Regions from separate parts of the Zea mays genome. Here region 1 is linked to region 2. Evidence: chromatin contacts called from public Hi-C data. All regions are on one chromosome and are shown on one strand. Each heading gives the region's core, a stretch centred on a gene start, on an enhancer-like site or on the middle of the called end of the contact. The rest is flanking DNA. Distances are from core to core; before and after follow the strand shown. Region 1 holds the start of LOC103630548 (probable calcium-transporting ATPase 6, plasma membrane-type). Region 2 overlaps LOC100384100 (a long non-coding RNA gene).

Region 1 (6,335 bases), core at 1,129-3,628, 91 kb after region 2:
GCACACACATTAAGGACGACGAGTGACATGCCGACTCTGGGTCTAGCGAGAGCAACAGTGGACCAGTCTTAGGGTCCACACCATGCTCTGCCAGATCCACTCGTGCACGGCGGATCGTGAGCCATGTGACGAGTCGGGTCACGATGCGTCTGGCATGGCGACCCATGGTTGCACATGCGTCTCATGACCATCACACTCGTCAGACAGGACTACAACGTCCACGCGCGATGGCTCATTATGCCACATGTGGCCGTCAATAGGAACTTGGTAGGTCTCTTCTCATCTTAGGGTTAGGGTTATGGGATGGTAATTTTGGGAATTTTCTAATTTGGCTTTCTAATCATGCAATTTCCCTCCTAATTGCTTATGCATGCTTAGTTTCATGAATTAGCCTCTAATTGCTCTTAAGTTGGACTAATTTCGTGAAAACAGTGAAACCCTAGACCTACTCCACAATTCAATCCTTAATCTAACCTTAATTTCTTAACTTTAATCATCATGATTTGGCCTAAACATACACTGATCTACTTAAATTAGGCGCATATTTTTCTCACTAGGGTCATGGAATTTTAGATAGCTCAAGAATTTGAACTAAAACTTGAACTTGTTAAGGAAAAACTTAAACTTAAATATCAAATCGTGCATGATGCTTGCATGAATCTAATATACTGAGGCTAATTTCACATAAAACAAGCATCTAACACATCATTATCCACTATCTGGCACAAACCAATCAAAACCAACATGATCAGGGGCTCATCCTTAAGACTTAGGTGCTGGTGATGGATCTAGATAGACTAAGATGGCTATGATACCAAATATTAGTTAAAAATAGGATTAACATAATGAGTGATTACCTACAAGATCTCTTAGTCTATTACAGGATCAGTAGATCACGTATATAACTTAATCTTATACGGAATTGGGTAGGAAAATTGTATACGACACTTATAACGATCTCTCTGGTTGGTGTAGTGGTAGCAGAGGTGATGGAGTTCACCAATTCAAGAGCACAAGCTCTGAATCGACGCTTCAGTGGCTTGGGGGCGTAGCGCGTCCCTCTGGGCGCCACCGGCATTGGCTTGGATGCGGAGCACATGCATCTGACCTCTCCAGCGCTTCTTAGTGATCGATAAGGATTGGTGGATGCACTGACTCATTCAGAGAATAAATCCTCTCTTAGTTTATATAGAGCGTCGTGGAGCCAGGGTCATGTCCGAGTTTCCTTAGGTTTGTCGCCCGATCAAGGCAAGTCTTGGATGCTATAATGTTGTTTACTTATGCATTTCAATATGTTTACTTTGTGTTTTTTTCCGTATCTCTGCATTCCCTTTGTTGATCGAAATCACCCAAGGAAAGTCCTAACATTGGTCACGCCATCTACCATGCAAAAGCTTGTAGCTGTACCATTGCCCACCACCATGGACCTACCCCTCAATTAGATATTTGTAACTTTCAACGAATCATTCCACACGAGGAGTTATTATTATTCTTTTTGAGTTGTGTAATACTATCTCCGTTCTCAAATATTTATCATTCGATAGTGTATTTTTGAATTAAAGTGTGACAAATAAAAATGAACGGAGGGTACCACCCTTATTTATTTTTTGTGCATTTTTTTTTGCCAAATTCTATTTCCAGTTTCGATTTTCCACCCCCAATTACAAAATAGGCTGATATTCATTTTCTCTTAAATTCTTGATCTCTAAACCTTATTTTCCTTTGGTTTAGTGATAAAGGTCTTGTTTAGCCGTTTAGGGGAGCTCCGCTCTTTAATACTTCAGCTCTATTCCTTGATTTTCTGGTAGAGTGATTCTATCTTAGTCCTAGAGTGAAGAGCTGATGAGAATTAATTCTCTGTTATCCTCAATAAAATATAACAATGAGCTTGGTGAAGTAGAGTTTTTTCTTCTAGCTTTTAGTGTAAATGAAGAATTGATGCTCTCCCGTCGTCTGAATCAGTTGACATTTTGAGCGTTTGGAGTGCTTATCTTCGAAGTTTAACAGCTTCGGTTAAAGAAAAGGCCAGCTAGCTAGCTGTTAGAGCCTGTCCTGCGCATGAACTGGGTGCATGTATATATAATTCATTCCCGGGAAGCGTCTTGAAATTTCGCTGCCAATTCTGTGCATCGTTCCAACTTCCAAGGTGTGTGTGAAGAAAAGAACTTGCTAACAAGTTTCAAGCTCTTCATTATTTTTTCTTTTTTAGCCACGAACGCATACCTCGTGCAGTCACATGAAAATTTACTTGCATCACATTTTTTTCCCACCCCTGCCGTAGTTCATATCCTATCAGAAATTTCAAACGTTTGACGTTTACCACTACTTCGGTGGGAGAGGGGGGATTTTTTTGGACTTTATATATTGTCAGTTGTCACACAAGTGGGGGCCTTTCAATAGTTTTGCTGGTTTATATTCCTTCCGCTTCCGGCCTTTCAATGCAGCGAGCGCACGCAGCGCGGGAGAAGGCGAAGCGCGAGAGCAGAGGCGCAACGCGGCGCCGGCATGGACTCGGGCAGCAAGAGCTGGAGCATCGATAGCTACCTCAACGAGCACTTCGACATCCCCGCCAAGAACCCGCCCAGCGAGGCCCGCCTCCGCTGGCGCCGCGCCGTCGGCCTCGTCGTCCGCAACCGCCGCCGCCGCTTCCGCATGTTCTCAGGCCTCCACGCCCTCGACGACGCCCAGCGCCGCAACATCCTGGTACGTACCTCCCTCTGGGCCGGCACCGGCGCAGCTGTACAGCCGTACAGGCCGTAGAATTGGAATCCTTCTCCGCGTCGCTTTCGTTGAATTGCGCCGTTCAAAACAGTGAATGCGCATTACGGGCTTGCGAAATTGCTAGGAAACTTCCTCGGTCCGGATCAGCCTTGAGCCGTGGTACGTTATGTGGACGAGCACGCTCACCTCTGGCAGGCCATTGCTTTGCCTTTGTACTCGAGATCCATATCGCTACTCAGGAGCTTGATCGTTTTTCATCGACTCATCGACTTCATTTCCTTCAGCACCACTCTCAAAAAAGGCCTCGTAACCCTCTTTACAACACTACCACATCATCAAGAGTGTCATAAAACTAAGAATGAAACAGTATCTCTAAATGCAAAAATTCACTTCATTATTTGGTAGACTAACCTACCAATTAAATGCTACAACTGAATGAACAATAGAAATTAGTAAAATATGTGAAGATGAAACAAATCACTCTTAATGAAGGTTTCACACGGTTTCTAAGGCATTGGAAACGTGTTGACATGGTTTTATCCCCATAAAACTAATTTTATCTCACAAAACTCATTCATCTTAAATGTATGGCATGTCATCTAAAACACTGATATGATACACTATTAAATGTGCATTTGAGAATAGCCTAAAGACAAGTGGTCGTGCCAGCAGCCACGTTTTTGCTTGGCGAGCAAGCTGGCTATGCCGCCACATGGCACGCGAGGAGGCACTAGTGCCACGCCAGCCATACCTCGAGCAAGCAAGTCATCAGTGTCGAAGAGATGGTTAAGGCTGCGCTTCCAGGTCCATGAACTCCTTCCCGCTGGCCCTACTTCGCCATCACGGGTAAGCCCAATCCATGAGCTCTAGCTGTCCACCCTTCCGTTTCGAATCACGGCGGCATCCCGATGACCTCGTCATCGCCGGTGGTGTCGACCATTATGGAGACCAAGAAGGTCTTGCCTCAGGGACCAAAGGATTTAGATCCTCTGCAGTCAGTCGACTGTAGAGGCTATTAGGTGGATCTAGCGAGTGGATCTACATATGGTCACAGATGTCCTCTGCAGTGCAGAGGATCCGAGTCTACGCCGAAGATGGAGCAGGAGGAGGGGAATTTGGTGTAGGCGCGGTGGTAGTGGATGAGATGACTGGGAGGTTGGGAGCTTTGATGATTACGACATACATGAACGTGGTACATACTATATACGGTCATGTGGGGCGTGCTAAATGGGTCGATGTTAGACACGATAGGACCCGTAGTACTTCGATACGACATTGACACGATATATATAGTGCATGTGCTGGTACGGGGTCCAAGGTCGTCACCCCCGACATGAGCACGACACAATTAAGTTGTTGGCACGATTATACACGACTTAGGCGAACTGGCGGTCCATAAATGTGATTGTGATGTATGTGTCTATGTGATTGTGAATTGTTATTGTTTTAAATATAATAAACCCGTCCTATAATGGTTTCAATGTTCATATTTTAAAATTATATATGTAATCTTAAAGATGTTCTAGATCTTTTTGAGCTCTTAAAGTGAAATAGTACTTAGGTTGGCACAAACACTACTAGGTCCTAGTGTCATATTATAATGGTGGTATGGCACGATTAAGCATTATAGTGTCGTGTCTGGGCCGATGTTAGGTACTAGTGCTAACACACACAACACGACACGATTATTAACAATATCTAATAGTATCGTGCCTAATAGTATCATGCTTTATAGTGTCAAGTGGCAAAGGAATCGGTATGCCTTAGTATGTCAGCTGCCATACCTCAACTTTCAAAACCTTTGTATCTTTCGTTCTAATGATGAAGGTGTATGTGGCGGGTGGTTGCACTCCGACCTTTGCATCTACAGGTTGTGGGTTTGATTCCCACAATGTTGCAATATTTGCTCACTTTTTCTCATTTTTCTATTAGCTACTAGGTAAATTGCCCTACCTTGTTTTCCTTTTGCCCTCCGCCGCTTATAGTGTCAATGCCAATGTCGGCCGTGTGGTCTGTTTGGCCATCTACAGTGCAGAGTATAGAGGTCTGTTTGGCCATCTACAGTGCAGAGTATAGGGCATCAGCGACAGACTGTTGGGCTTGACATAAGGGAGGGAGGGAGTGACGGTCTAGCGGGTGGCGCGAACGCATGGTGCTGGCGGACGAATGTGCATAAGGGAGGTACAATATAGATAGAAGCTAACACTAAAACAATATGATTTCAGTTTCAATATAAAATAGGAGTTCAAGATGTTAGGTGCCTTCCTCGTTGCATCTTCGATCACGGGCTTCCCTCATGGCCAAACTCGATAATTTCATCATCTTGATTTCTACGTGGTTGTCATGATGCAAACATGAGAAAAATGGGTGATAGGGTGAGCACGATGTATACACCATGTGGAACATCTGGAAGGAGAGAAATCGGAGGATATTTGAAAACAGCGGCCTTATCCCTATCCAATTAGCCTTGAGGATTAAAGAGAATGTGTTCACTTTCAAGAGAGCTATGTTCTCCAGCAACAGGGCTGCTGCAGTGGTTTAGCTGCTTTGTGCGGGTCTGTTGGAAGCCTTCCTCACATGGTGTTTGATTGTCTGTATTGTCTCGGTCTTTGGACTTGTACAGTGTGTTTTCTGAACTCTCTCATTTTAATGATTAGGCAGAGCTTCTGCTATTTATTTCAAAAAAAAGATAGGGTGAGCACGATGTATGGAATGCAATTACTGATCATGACCTAATATCATTAAGTTATCATAATATTTTTGCAATTACTGATCGTGAACTATTTGAATACAAGATCCAGCATAAAAACATACAGTCAAAGTCTAATAGTAATTCATGACTCTTATTTTCTAAAGTTTTTTTTTGGAAAACGTTATATATGTAGGGATGAGTACAAAATATGTTTCCTTGTCTAAGAGATATTTGCGTTTTTTTTTTGAAGAATGATATTTGCGTTTGTTACCAGGGAAAAGTTCAGGTTGTAATTAATGTGCACAAGGCAGCGCTGCATTTTATGGACGGTGTGGATTCATCAACTGATACTGTCTGGCTTTCTTCTCTTACTATCATCACCCTGTTGCATTTAACCTTGATCACAAAATCACACAGGTATAAGACGATACCACCTATCTCCTGAGCTTATCGAAGAAGGATTTTGTATCAGTCCAGATGAACTGGCAGCAATTACTGGAATCCGTGAAGACTCTACGATCCTCAAGTCACATGGTGGAATCAGTGGAATATCTAGGAAAATCAAGGCATCATTGGATGATGGCATCAAGGAAACTGAAATAGCAACCAGACAGAAGCTGTATGGCAGCAACAAGCACACCGAGAAACCTCCTAGAAGCTTCTGGACGTTTGTCTGGGATGCGTTGCATGACCTGACGTTGATTATTCTAATCGTTTGTGCCGTTGTTTCTCTAATGGTTGGCCTTGCCACTGAGGGATGGCCGAAGGGCATCTATGACGGCCTTGGCATAATAACCAGCATTTTGTTGGTGGTGCTGGTCACAGCATCCAGTGATTACAAACAGTCACGGAAGTTCATGGAGCTGGACTACGAGAAAAAGAAGATATACGCCCTTGTCACTAGAGATAGGAAAACCAAAAG
Region 2 (7,290 bases), core at 4,048-6,547:
AGCTCTTGAAGTTGAGACAGAGCAGATGCCTCCTCCTCCACCTCCTCCTCAGCCTTAGCAGTATTGGCAGTCTGGTCCAGGCTATTTTGACCCATATTTTCAAAACATGCAGCAAGGGCTTCAGACCCACATGGGTAGCCGCTTCCATGGAATGATGACACATATGGACCAGCGCTTGGATGTCATGCAATCTAATTTTGATAATAACTGGGATGCGCTAAACACTGAGTATTCTGAATTTCGCAGTCACATTCAAAATCATGTCACTGATCCTATCATGAACAGACTCAACAACATGCAGCAGAGTTTTCAGGACAACATGGGAGCTCTGTCTAGTCAATTTGACAATCTCTCTACCAATGACGGCATGCAAGAGATCAGTTAGAGGCAGCAGCAACTCCAACAAGACTTTGGACAGTTCTCCTCTCTCTTTGACACCTTCAGCACTCACTACTATAACATGCATCCTCCACCAAGTGATCAGTGAAGCCTCTCCTTTGTGGCAATTGATGCCAAAGGGGGAGAGAAGAGAAGAAAGAAAAGAGAAGTTGTCATATTCAGGGGGAGTTTTTTTATGTGGACATTGAGACCGTGCATGTGCATGTTTACCATTTTATGTCGCATGCATTATTTTATGTCTTATGCACTTGGTATTGGCTACTATTTGAACTTTGAACTCTATGTCTTATGCCTGTGGACAACTATTTGTAATATTCTGTGGGTTGAACTATGTTTAGTTCAAATTACTCTGTGAATGGTCAATCGAGGAGTGATTATAATTTCTGCGCTTACTTTATATATTATCTCTTGTACGCCTCGATAACCATGACTGTAGGAAGGTCTCCATCAAAACTCCGATCTATTATGTGTGTTGTATCTTCAGCTTGAAATATCATGCACACACATAGGGGGAGCTTTTCTTACATTCTGAGTTTTATTAGGATTTATCTATCTCTCGGACAGAACTTCAAATCAAGATAAGTCCTATGAAACTCATCTTCAAAATTCTTCTTATACCTAAGGTATGAGGTAGATTTGGAAAAACAAAAGTTCTCTTGAATATATTGTGTAGTGTTGTCATCAATTACCAAAAAGGGGGAGATTGTGAATCATCTAGGCCCCTTAGTGATGTTTTGGTAATTAATGACAACTGTTTGTGGACTAACGGTTCTTGGAGAAATAAGAATGCAGGGTTGGACCACATAGAACAGGAAATCTTGGAGATTTATAAGCATTGGTTGTGGATCAAGTGAAGGCAAAGGTATAACATAGGTTTTGTTTTTGCCGGTCTTCAGAAGTTTAGAGAAGATACTTGACCGGATTAGTAGGTTAGATAGTCGTACTATTAAGAGGGGCCAATGACTTTGATTTGTGTAAAGCTTAGTGCCTCATAGAGCATCTAGTGGTTGCATTTGCATGAGGACTAACAACGCTTCAAATTCATGAGTTAAAAATCCTTTCAAAAGCTTGTTTGAAAAGTGCAAAGTCTTGGGATGCGCGGACCGTCCGGACCTTGAGGGCGGACCGTCCGCGATCCTCCAGTGGGGTCTGAAGTCTATCAACTTCGGACAGGTCCTGTTCATTTGCACTGCAGACCGTCCGGGCCTTGGGGCCGGACCGTCCGCAGTCCTGACCAGAGGAGGCTGCTCTCGGCACAGTCCCTGAATTATAGTGCGGACCGTCCGACCTTGATGGACGGACCGTCCGTAGGTGCCAAATTTGGTTTGGGCAGGGACTGTGTGGTTTTTGGGATTTGTACTATGGACTGTCCGGAGGATAAGCCCGGACAGTACTGTCTCCAGGTCTCGGACCGTCCGGCCTTGTAGGCGGACGGTCCGTTTATGTTAACTCCACTTGGCCAGAGCTCTGGTGCTCCAAGTTGCCAGGTCGCGGACGGTCCGGCCAAGGTGGGCGGACTGTCCGGACCTTACTTTTCTGACAGCTCTGACAGATTTCAAATGGGAAAAATAGTCGTTATGTGTTCGGCGGACCGTCCGGCCCTAGGGTGCGGACCGTCTGCATGTGCGCAGAACTTGTGCCTTTTGGTCATAACGGTTGGATTTGAGTGGGGGGGCTATAAATAGAAGGGGAGCTCGTGTGTGAGGGCTCTCTTGGCTATTCCTTGCATACATTGAGCTCAATTGTGATCCTCCAACTCACTCTCTCACACTCTTTGCTTGAGATTGCATTCTAGTGAGAGATTGAGTGTTCCTAGTGCATTTGCATCCATCGGTGATTCTTGAGGCACTAGGTGGTACACCGAACAAGCGTCATCGGCTTGTTACTCTTGGAGGTTGCCGCCTCTTAGACGGCTCGGGTGATTGTCTCCGTCGAGTTCTCCAAGAAGATTGTGGAGAAGTCGCGGTGTTGATTGTGAGGGGTTCGCGCCTACCTCGCCGGAGCGGCAAAGGTGACATTAGTGGAATCGAGGTATTGAGTGATTTCTTGTCCACTTGGCTCAATGATCAAGCCGTGTCTTGATAGAGGAGCAAGTGAGAGCTTGAAGTCCACCTCAACATAGATTAGGGGTGATCAGAAAATCACCGATACCACGAGATAAAATTCGGTGTCTTTACTTTCTTGCATTACTTATTGCCGTGCAAGTGATTAGTATTTTGCATATTGTTCTTCAAGTATTCAATCACCCTAGTTGATTCTCATAGATTGTTCACTTGTTATCACTAGAGAATTTATACCTCTTGTTATATTGATTAAATTTCCCTAGTGTTTTTTATTTTAGTCAAAACCGTCTATTCACCCCCCCTCTAGCCGGTGTCCTAGATCCTACAGTAATAAAAGTGGTCAAGGGCACAACTTGCCTTCAAAGAGCTCCTGCTCAGCAACTTCTACCTGCTGAACACCGGAATCACCAGACACTGGCTCTTCTACTCGCCACAATACAAACAAGCATAGTACAAAGAGGAAATTACTATCACACCAAACATGTATACAAAATTCATATTAATAATCTACATATTAAAATATGATCATAGGAAAAAGAATTTATGAAGGTTTTATGTATTTGATACATGATTAACTAAGAGATAAATTTTAATACGATTTTCATGTCAAAATAGAGACACTATGTGATGAACAACATTATTACAAAATTATAGAAATTGGAATGGATCAATTTGAAATTAATATGAATTTGCTAGGAATTAAATAAGTTCTAACAATTATTTTTACAATAAAATAAATTGATATTTCCTTTTCCCTTGATTTTCTAGCTCCTGGACTCGGCGCAAGATTTAACCGAAAACTGGGGCCATTGCACAACTATTCATAAGACTCAGAATTCGTCCGCCAGGACTACGGGTTGATACCGCGGAAGTAGAGGGGCTCTTATACAATTCTACCTTGGCGTCATGACCACATGCGATCCCAACCGTCCGATCAAACCCGAACGAACACAATCACGACTAACCTAAATTGAACCGGTACGGGTTAAGGGTCGCAGGATCTAAGATCGACGGATAAGGTTTTATGAAACGCGATCTGCATTCAGCCTTAGGATTCAATATCAACGGTCATGATTCCATTCACCGAAACGGTAACCTGCCGCTAATCCGAGCCGTCGGTACCAATCCAACGCCCCCCGTCATCTCCTACCCTCGGCGCGACCAAACGGTGGCGCGGCGGCGAGCCCACCGAGACAAACGACCTGGCACCCGAGTTGCAAATCCCGGATCCCCGTGACATTGACACCAAGCCCAAGACATCCCGAGCTTATTGGTCTAGTAATTGCCGTGGACAATCCAACACAAACACTTAATCACGGTGAGCAGCGGCCCGTGGTGCACGCCGACGCCGGTGAGACCCCCCATCCCGAAATTAGGGTGCCATACCCCCACTAACCGGCGAACGTTAGAACGTAACAGAGATATAAACAGACATTTTATTTATTTATTGGTCGAATTGACACATGTAGACAAGATTTAGGACCGAAAATGCATTTTACCATTAGAAGAATATTGTCCTCTTGTACTCCGGGTCTGTTTGGTTGGGCTGTGGCTGTGAAAAAAGTTACTGTGGGCTGTGAGCTGTAGAAAAAGCTGCTGTAGGCTGTAAGCTGTTAAAAAGCTAAAAACCGTTTAGTGGAAATCACTAAAAGTCATTAAAAGTTCTTCGATATATGTTTTCACAGTTTCATCCGAAAAGCCACTAAAAGCAGATCCAGGGATGCTTTCAGATTTACACTGCGAGAAAGTCAGGTTTTAGAAAAAGCTGCTTCCTGGATCCAGCCCTTTGGTTGGCTTTTGGCTTTTAGAGAGGCAAAAGCCAAAGCCAAACCAAACACACCCTCCTACGTGTGACGTGCCCCACGCTTTCTCTCCTTCTCCCGTCTGAACACACATTATCAATGAAGCACACCATGCCGACGCTGCGAGCAGCGAACTTTAGGGTATGGTTATTTCCTCAGTTTCAGAAAACTTCATCTTTCTGCTCTGTTTGACAGTTTTGTTTGACAGCTCTGTGATTACTGCTAGGTCTGATAAAATTAGCTAAAAACGTCCAGGTAGCGTAAAAAAAGGAGCTGGATAGATACTGCTATTGATATGCTGGTTTATCTCCACGATAACGTTGAGGTACGCTAATTTAAGATAAACAATATTAACGCGCGTTAGGTGTCCATTTCGAAGACGCTTTCATGATAAGTCTGTCAGCCGGTGCCTGTGGCTCAAACTTTAATTCCCACATCTCAATAGATGAAACGGGTTCAGGTAAGCAACTTGCTGCGCGCCTGACAATTGTCCAAGTTCATTATGATGCGTTCATTCAGTGGCACAGCATGTCTTAAAAGGAAGTCTCAACACTAAACCTGAACGGTTCGCCAAGCAACCTGCAGTTCCCTCCACATTTTCGCATCCGGGCTTGGGACCGGCAAAGGCAGTGTTAAACCGCAAACAAACAAACAAACAGGGAACACAAATAATACAACAAAAAAAAAATCATGTTCTCAGACATTATAAAAATAAACAAAACACGTAACTGGTTTTTGCGCCAAACGAAGTAGCTATTCTTTTAGCATATTTTATGGATGAACATCGAGCACACGTGTAAAATAACAAAGAAGCAGAGCACATGTGTAAAACAACAAAGAAGCAGTAAAATACAAAGCAGCAGAGCACATGTGTAAAACAACAGAGAAGCAACAAAGACGCTACGTAAAAAAACAGGAATTTTTTTATGATCAATAAGTAAACCTAGTACGAGAAGGTATCTGAAGTATCGCGTTTAAATACTCAGGAATGAACAGTGAATGTGTTCCAATTGTAAAACATCGAAACCTTCCACAGTTAATCTCGTCCAACAAAATTAGTGAGTCCACCTATTTGGCCAAGGGAGAAGATGCCCAAGTGCCACAAGAACCAGCTCCAATAAAAATCATTCTATGGTCGGACTCAAACCAAAACTAGAGTCCATCCAATTTGGCCAAGGAAGAAGATGCTCATCAATTGCCAAAGACCAGCTCCAATAAAAATCATGGAACGATCGGACTCCACAAAAACATCTTCGCCAATAAAACTAGGAGTCCTCCATCTAGATTGGCCTAGGCTCAAGATGCTCAATTGCCACAAGACCAGCTCCAATAAAAATCATGGAATGACCGGACTCAAACCAAAACATGCCACAGACTCCATCTCATTTGGCCTAGGTAGAAGATGCTCCATTGCCACAACAACCAGCTCCAATAAAATTATTGTTCAAGATCCTAGTGCACCATATAACAAGATGAATATATGAATATACTAATCTGGAGATAATACAGAGTTACATAAATAGAAGCAACCGATCCTAGCTTGCATTCAAGTTGAACAAACACCAACCTGTATTGCATATCAACATGAATATGAACTGCACTACATGAATATGAACCAGGATGGCTAAACTTCAACCCATCCATGTATATGCAACTACTGCTAGTCCACAAAGGATTTACTTTTGTGTAAATCCAGTTTCATCTCAAGGACTCCACAGTTGCATCCCCAAGACAGTCACATAGGCTTGTGTATTCAAGGGCAACAATAGTTCAGCCAAACAAGTTTGTGACAGATATACTTTTGGCAGGAACAGAAGAAGCAGAATCTTTCTTGGTTATTGTTCCACAAAGGACAGTTCCATCTCAAAGACTCCACAGTTGCATCCCCAAGACAGTCACATATGTAATCAAGGGCAACAATAGTTCAGCCAAACAAGTTTGTTCAGACAGATTTACTTTTGGCAGGAACAGAAGCAGCAGAATCTTTCTTGGTTATTGTTCCACAAAGGATAAGATGCGTCAGATGGAAAGTCCAGAGTGAGGAAATTACAGAACAAATGAACAATGTTCTAAAAAGGCAAGGGGGCCAACGTCACAAACCAGACTGAGGAGGTGTTCCATTTGTTCCAGGCAATCAATCTAATGATAACCAACAAAACTAACGGTGCCACAAGATCGATCTCTCAGATTTCACATATTACAACTCAAAAAGGAATACGGTTAGCAAGTAGCATTTGCTGATAATAATATCTAATGCCTAATATATTACTGAAAGGAACTGTGCAATATGATGAATTTGATAAAGAATGGCCATATTGAGTAAGGGGGTTATACCAAAGTACAATCAGAAGCAATCCAAGAACTAGACTAACATTAGTATGGGCCCTAACAGAGAAATCGAGAATTTTGGACTATAAAATATGAACATACGGTCATACGCTCAGGTAAAACATCCTACTAGGAACCAATTGTTTTAAAAATCTTAAATCAAGAATAATAGTGAACCTGCACCATCGTATGATGGCATATAGGTTAAAGACAGCTTAAAAATAAAGTTAGTGCATAGAATAATTTATCACTGGAAGGAAGACTCCATAGATGGAAATGTCTAGAACTCAGAATGTCTAACTAGCAATCCACACCTTAGCTCCAACTGCAGAAATCCAACCAAACATCCATCAACTTATCAGACATCTGGATCCAAAAAAATGGCTGATATGAGCAGAAGTATTAGGTGAGCTCTGGTTAGATTGAAGAATATTATAAGATGTGTCTCAAACAAGTGAGCCGGAAGGTGATGTGCAGTCAATAGTTAGAGTAGTTAGAGCAAACTCTGCACAGCATCGCCGTGGTTGTGATCATGTGAATCATCTAACTACCGCAGAGCATGCAAACAACAGGTCAGTCCAAGTCATCAAGCTTCACATTTAATGCACAGGTTTTCTCTGGATACCAAAAGTGAAGGTATCCATAGATGCAACTTGCAAAATTATTAGTGCACAATTTATATTTACCAAAGAACTCTT

The links. A called contact is a pair of places that touch in the nucleus more often than the background predicts.
Region 1: a Hi-C map of leaf shows a contact between it and region 2, with 8 times the contacts expected there. The contact joins the promoter of LOC103630548 here to the enhancer-like site in region 2. A contact is called at or near these places in 12 of 25 Hi-C or Micro-C datasets (bundle sheath, ear, endosperm and 3 more) and 2 of 3 datasets of contacts at active chromatin or transcription factors (leaf and seedling).

The regions. Positions count from the first base shown.
Region 1 is chr6:167,658,177-167,664,511 of Zm-B73-REFERENCE-NAM-5.0, forward strand. It overlaps LOC103630548 (probable calcium-transporting ATPase 6, plasma membrane-type), which reads left to right and starts at 2,379. Exons shown (of 7, transcript XM_008651597.4): 1 at 2,379-2,703; 2 at 5,688-5,742; 3 at 5,831-6,335. The coding sequence starts at 2,506.
Region 2 is chr6:167,564,029-167,571,318 of Zm-B73-REFERENCE-NAM-5.0, forward strand. It overlaps LOC100384100 (a long non-coding RNA gene), which reads right to left. Exons shown (of 1, transcript NR_146418.1): 1 at 4,153-7,290. Among protein-coding and RNA genes, the nearest start is that of LOC100384100, 9.3 kb to the right of the region's middle. Within about 2 kb of position 5,298, at least 14 of the 20 cell types and tissues checked have an H3K27ac peak or open chromatin away from gene starts, as enhancers often do. A contact at or near this core is called in bundle sheath, ear, leaf and 3 more, where this site is marked.